Regions from separate parts of the Ovis aries genome. Here region 1 is linked to region 2. Evidence: chromatin contacts called from public Hi-C data. All regions are on one chromosome and are shown on one strand. The core of a region is the stretch at or near the end of the contact, and the rest is flanking DNA. Distances in the headings are between cores, read along the strand shown.

Region 1 (3,099 bases), core at 579-3,078, 400 kb after region 2:
TTAGGATTGCTTGGTTGGATCTCCTTGCAGTCCAAGGGACTCTCAAGAGTCTTCTCCAGCACCACAGTTCAAAAGCACCAATTCTTTGGTGCTCAGCCTTCTTTATGGTCCAACTCTCACACGTACTGTACTCTTTTCCCTCAATAAATAATTTACTTGCTTCATTACTTTCCATCTTGGTGGGAATTCCCACAAAGTCCCCAGTCCACTGCACTCCCAACCTTGTCCTCCAGGGACACATCTAAAGCCCCAGCTCAAGGGTTCTCCCTGTGTCAGAGGGGCTGTGCCTGCTTCTGGTGGAGTGCCACGCAGGGTGGCACCCACCTGCTGACATGACACAACCCCCACCAAGTCAAGTTCCTGGAGGGAAGAACCAAGCAAGGAAGCAGATGGAGGGAAAGGGAGATGGCTTCTCACCTGGAAGATGGGGTCAGTGCCTCTTTGTTGAGATTGGCATAAAACTTTAATAACACATGCAAAGCACAGTGCCTGGGATGTAATAGATGCTTCAAAAATATTTTTGGACAAAATTAAGGAATGAAGGAGGCGGTGAATGGTGTCCGCAAGGAGAAGAAATTGGAGAGGAGAGAAACTGGGGGCAGGAAGGGAGAAAGCAAATTCTTAATAAGCAACTATTTCATACCAGGCACGGTCCCAGGCTCCAGATATACTCAGTGATGAAAAAAAAAAAAAAACAACAATCATATTACTGCATCCATGAACATGCAATCTAGGGGGAAGACAGAGCTCGGTCTTAGCCCCACTGTGGGGTGTAGGCACTGTCATTCTAAGGCTTTATTATTCACTTCCCTTGGCCTCCAAGATCAAGGTCAATCTCCTGAGCTTGCATTTATGGAGTCAAGATAGATAGACCATGCTTGTGTGCACGCATGCCTGCTAAGTCGCTCCAGTCGTGTCTGACTCTTTGCAACTCTATGGACCATCGCCCACCAGGCTCCTCTGTTCAATGGATTCTCCAGGCAAGGACACTGGAGTGGGTTGCCATGCCCTCCTCCAGGGGATCTTAATGGCCCAGGGATCGAGCCAGTGTCTCTTACACCTCCTGCAATGGCAGGCGGGTTCTTTACCACTAGTGCCACCTGGGAAGCCCAGATGGTCCATGCTGTGTAACAAATAGCCCCCCAGATTTCAGTAGCTTACAGGAGTTTGTCATTCAGGCAAATCCACACCGGTCCAGGCATGATCATGCCTGTGTTTTGGGCTGCTGTGCTCCGGTGACACCTCCATGCGTCACGGCCTGTTTCTTTTCTGCTCAAGTTGGTAAGGTTGAAACCGTGACCCATTCCAGGGCCCTTCCTCTGAGCCTCTGCACATCTTCCTCTCCCTGGACAGAAGACACTGCCATCCGCTCCCACCGGCAGATCCCGGAGGATCCCACGAGTCTGACATACGGAGCTCGGCCGTGCTATAGGTTCAGAAAGAGAGGAGGAGAGCAGGGCACTAGCCACGTTTCCCTGAGGACTCATCCTCTCCACCTGAGAAATGGGCAGAATTGTTCCTGCTGCTGTGGATGGGGAGTAGGAGGCCTCTTTCTACCTCTGGGAAGAATCCACCCCCTGAAGTCCTCACAGTCCTTGCAGACAGTTTCTACCCACGGGCAGCTGTAGGCTGTGAAGCAGAGAGAGGAAAGAAATTGGCCTTGAGGTTGGAAGCCCTCAGCCCGTGGCCACAACATGTCAGCTAAAGGGGAAGCAAGCCATGGAGTTCAAAATAGAGAAAGAAGAGGAAACGAAACCAGCTCATCTCCCAGTCCCCACCGCCCTCGCCCCTGCAGTGCATTAGAGGGTGAATCAGCTTGTGCTCTTCATTTCTTTCCCTCTTGAAGGTAGTGGTAGAGCTGGGGGTGAGTAAGCTGTATGGTTCCCCAATGCGGTTGCGGTCAAGGTCACTGGACACTTGGTTCAGCCCCCTCTCAGGCCCGTGAGAATGAGTTCCACATCCTCTCACACCAACTCCATTTCCCCTCCGCCCCCCCACCGCCCCTGGCAATCCCCTTCTGGCTTTTGCTTCCCTCTCCCAAGTCCAAGTCAAAGCACAGTCCGCCCCAGCCCCTAGCCCACTGGCCCAGCCAGCCCCTCGCAGAGCACAGGGCATGATCCAAAACCACATCGTGCAACGTGATTCACTCGATCTGTGGAAAGACTGATGCAATTGTGGGTGAGAAGTCATTTCTGCTGATGAGGAAACCACAGTAACCCAGCAGGGGTGAGAGGGCAATCCATCAGGGCAATCGGGACCCACCCCGAGAAAGCACACTACCCAGAGTCCTCGGGCTTCCCGGAGCAACCCAGCCATACCGCAGTGGTGGCCAGGGAACAGAGCAGAAACCCCAGCGCACGGCTCCCACTGGCTGAGGTGCAGCAGGTGTGGGGCTGGGAGGAAGGCCGGGCCCCTGGCAAGGGTGGTCCTGGTTCACACACACCAACTCTTCCAGGGCCCCGCGTGAGCCACCTTTCTGGCTGCACAATATAGAGCCAGACGTGTGAGGTTCTCAGCGGAGGCCAGGGAGCCACGATAAGAGAAGTCTCCTCTGGATCCGATGCCTGGACCAAAGATGACAACCGTCTTGCGGCTCACTCCACTGCCCTGAAAGCATCTGTGTCTGCCTCTAGTGAAAGAGCCCCCACAGCCAGAGCGGGTGCCCAGAAACACCCTGAGCTGAATCTGAAGTCCCAGGCGCCAACAGCCCAGCACACCCGCTCTGGTTGTCTGATCTACTGCTCATGTGCATGGGCCAACAAGCCCAGTCAGCCTCCTGCCCAGTGAGCCCTGAGCTTGTGCCCCCAGCTATGCGTGATCAAGGCAGAGACTGCCCCTCTCTGGGCGGTGGCACCCTGACCCTCCTCACAGCTTGGTGCTTACTTCCAGAAGTTGGCAAGGGATCACGTGGTGTGTCTCGCTATTGCCCCCACCCTGGGTTCTTTTCATCTATTCTTTATCATCTGGGTAGTTCGTGCTCAGGGTGGGTCTCCACCTTCAAACATAAACCATTCTAGACAGATGCTAGAGACATTAGAACTGCCAGAAAGCAACACATCAGCTCACCAGATCAACAGACCCATGAAAGGGAGGCCTTCT
Region 2 (3,211 bases), core at 559-3,058:
CCCCACAGGCCTTACCTGTGATATTGAGCTTGAAGGAACTGGAATTCGTCTTTGATCCTGTCACAAGACTCAGCCACCGTGAATTTAAATCCTGGCTGCCCTGGTTGATGGGGAGCCTGAAGCCGGCCAGGACAAGACAGGGGAGGGGCGGGGGCGTCAGACCCGGCTCCAAGCTGCCCAAGCCCCTCAGCGGCTTTCCCCGGTCTCCCCCGCCCCCACCTCAGCCAAAGGGGCCTCCCACAAAGCCCAGAACCTTCCCAACAAGTTTCTCCGGTCCCCGACGGGGAGGGGGGCGCCCTAATCTCTCCCTCTCGGCCGCGGGGCTCCTATCCCTTTTACGAAGGGGCTCCTATTCCCAAGTAAGACGGGGACAGAGGAGACACAACGAGCGAGTTGGGAGACTTGGGTGATGGGGCGGGGGATAGCATGAAAACAAACAGTTCCCCAGGAACACTGGGAGCCCCTCACGCCATTAGAGCGGAATTAACCTCCTCTCTCTACGGCGCCCCCCCATCCCCATCCTTTGTGTGAGCGCGCGCGCGCGCGCGCGCGCGCACACACACACACACACACACACACACACACATACCATAAAGGTAGCAACAAGCAAAATGGAGGTGCCAGATAAACTGCCTCGTTTACCCTGCCATGATAGATGCTTAAATAAACCGAGTTGCAATTACTCACCGGATGTCTGCCTTGCGGATACATGGCAGGGAGGGGTCGTGATTCCGAGAGCGTGGAAGCGCAGAGAGCCCGGGCCGGGGAGGTGCGGGGGAGGGGGGAGCCAAACCCGAGCGGGGGGCGGCCGGGAAACCGAGAGCTCGCCCCCGGCCCCCCCAGCCCGATCTCGCACCGAAATCCGAGAGTCCGGCGCTCGCACCAAGCGGAGACAAAGAGCCGAGGAGCAGGCGGCAAAGTCGTCGGCGGGCGCGGGCTTTGTGCACCTAGGGCTCCGCGAGCTGCGGCCGGCCGCCTTCCCCTCGCTGCGTGGAGCGCGTCAGAGCCGGGGGCTGCGCGGACATCGTCGTCTCCCTGGCGGGTCTGGCGCGGGGTCCCGAGGTCTGGGGGCCCCTCTTGGGGCAAGCGCGAGCGCCCTCCGGTTCACTCAGCGCGTCGCGCCGGGAGGGGGGCGCGCCAGGGCAGCCCCAGCATCCGGGGCGCACGGGTCCGATCCCAGGGGCGGCTCTCGGCGAGAAGAGGAAGGAGGCAGGCACCGAGGTGGCGGCTTGGGGCCGCAGGAGCGGCGGAGGGTGAGGGCGGGAGCCCGGCGCTGGCGCTTCGACGCCCCCCCTCGGAGAGGAAAGCCTGCTGTTCCGTCTGCTACTGCCGCCGCCGCCGCCGCCGCTGCAAGCCCTTCCCAGGGCCGAGGAGGAAACTCCGCGTTCAGTGGGTGGGAATCAACCGCCCTGGCATCCTAACTCCAGCAAGCACTAGAAGCCGCCGCAAGAGTGTCCTCGCTGCTCCCAGTTCGAGCGCCGAGTCCCCAGCGAGGAGCGCTCGGTGCCGCCACCGCCGCCTCGGAGCGCGCAGGCAGAAGAGCGCCGGAGGGGAGACGCAGCTCGAGACCCAGGAGCTCTGCGGCTTCCTTCCTTCGCCTCGGCCCGGCTCTCCTCTCCGTGCCCCGACACTCCCCCCCACCCCCAACACACACCCAACGCGCGCGCCCGCGCGCGCGCGCACACACACACACACACACACACACACACACCAAAAAAGTGCCCCGGACCTGCGGATACCACACACAGACAGGCGAGTGGGACGAGCACGAGGTCTGAACTGCCGCGAGAGCAGTTCCAAATAGGGACTGAAAAGTAACAAAATAATGTGGCAGCTTCGCCCGGCGCTGGCCAATGGGAGCTCGGGGCCCCCACGTGGGGCAGCCGGACTCGGCCTGCGACTGGGCGCCGCCGGGCGCGACGTCACAATGCCCTCTTGTGTCTAAAACTATGCATGAAAAGTAGCAATCAGGCCCTACCCGCTGGTGACTTTCGCATGGGAGTGAAAAACAGCGCTCCTCAGATCAGGAATTAACCGAAAGACATATAATAAATAGATATATATTATAGTCCAGGGCTGCTGTGGTTTCCCCCCCCCTCTCTTTTTTTTTTCCCACGATATACTAGCAAATAATCATTTGGCGGGAGGGGAAAAGAGGAAAGACAGAATAACAACAAAAGAAAGAGAGACAAGCTGTACAGTCCTCAAAACCTGTGGCTGGTAGCAATGTATCAGTTTATTCTGCAGTGGCGGCGAACGATTCCTCCCTCTAATCTCATTAGGTCTGCAAAGCAGCCCAATTAGATACTATAAAACAAACAGAATCACTTTGTCACTTTAATGTTTTCACTTCACAAGATTTAGGACCGATAAAATGGTGGCTCCCAAAGTTGCCTCCCACCTTAATTTTGCTCGGAACTGAGAGTGTCCCTTCCTTAGCCCCTTCTCCTGCTCACCCACCCCCACCCCCGCCCCCACGGCCCCCAGCTTTTCTTCTTTGTTCATTTGTCCTTTACGGAAAGCCAAATAAACAGCGTCTTTGATGTGCGGCGGCTGCCCGCGAGGACAAGTCGGAGGAACTCTTGCTTGGCGGGCTGCGCAGATAGAAGGGCCCGTCTGCCCGCGGACACCCTGCACAGTCCGCGCTGTCCCCACTCGGGAACTCTTTTCCGGTGGAGACCTCTACGCCTTCGCCGCAGCTGCCCAGTGAGCGCCGGGGCCAGGGAAGCGGAGTCTGGAATACGGTGGCGGCCTTACCCCACCAGCCCGGGAGCTTCGAGTTCCGACCCGGTTTTCTCAGCCTAACCCCGGGCAGTGTCACGGCGTCGGCGGAAGCCTGCAGAGGGGCGCGCGTGCGAGCCTGTGGGCCTCTCGGCCGCCAGCCTCGACGCCCCGGGAGGCGCAGACGCTCACCCGCCCCCGTTCGCTCCTCTCCCACCCCCACCGCCGCGCCTCCGGGACTCCCCGCGCGGTCGCACAGGCCACTCGACTCCGGGGGCCAGTTTGCCCGCAAACCCATAGCCTGCGTCTACTGCGTTCGGGGTTACGTCAGGGCAGACGGGGCGAGGGGACGCGGCCCTTGAGCGTCGAGGGGCTGGGGGGGCCGCGCCCTGGGCCGCAGGGGCACTGCTGGGCGGGGAGCCCAGGTGGGCCCCCCTCCCCAACATCTCCGCGAACCCGCACGCACCCGGGGGCCGGCGGCAGGCCCGGG

Evidence for each region. A called contact is a pair of places that touch in the nucleus more often than the background predicts.
Region 1: a contact with region 2 is called in a Hi-C map of muscle, with 3 times the contacts expected there. The contact joins the enhancer-like site here to the promoter of TLE3 in region 2. A contact is called at or near these places in 2 of 16 Hi-C or Micro-C datasets (muscle and omental adipose tissue).

The regions. Positions count from the first base shown.
Region 1 is chr7:17,380,498-17,383,596 of ARS-UI_Ramb_v3.0, forward strand. LOC132660119 (a long non-coding RNA gene) reads left to right here. Exons shown (of 2, transcript XR_009601341.1): 2 at 1-164. It also overlaps a transcript of LOC121819946 not described here. Among named protein-coding and RNA genes, the nearest start is that of UACA, 250 kb to the right of the region's middle. Within about 2 kb of position 1,829, at least 14 of the 54 cell types and tissues checked have an H3K27ac peak or open chromatin away from gene starts, as enhancers often do.
Region 2 is chr7:16,979,557-16,982,767 of ARS-UI_Ramb_v3.0, forward strand. TLE3 (TLE family member 3, transcriptional corepressor) reads right to left here and starts at 1,809. Exons shown (of 18, transcript XM_060418548.1): 1 at 688-1,809; 2 at 16-116. The coding sequence starts at 711.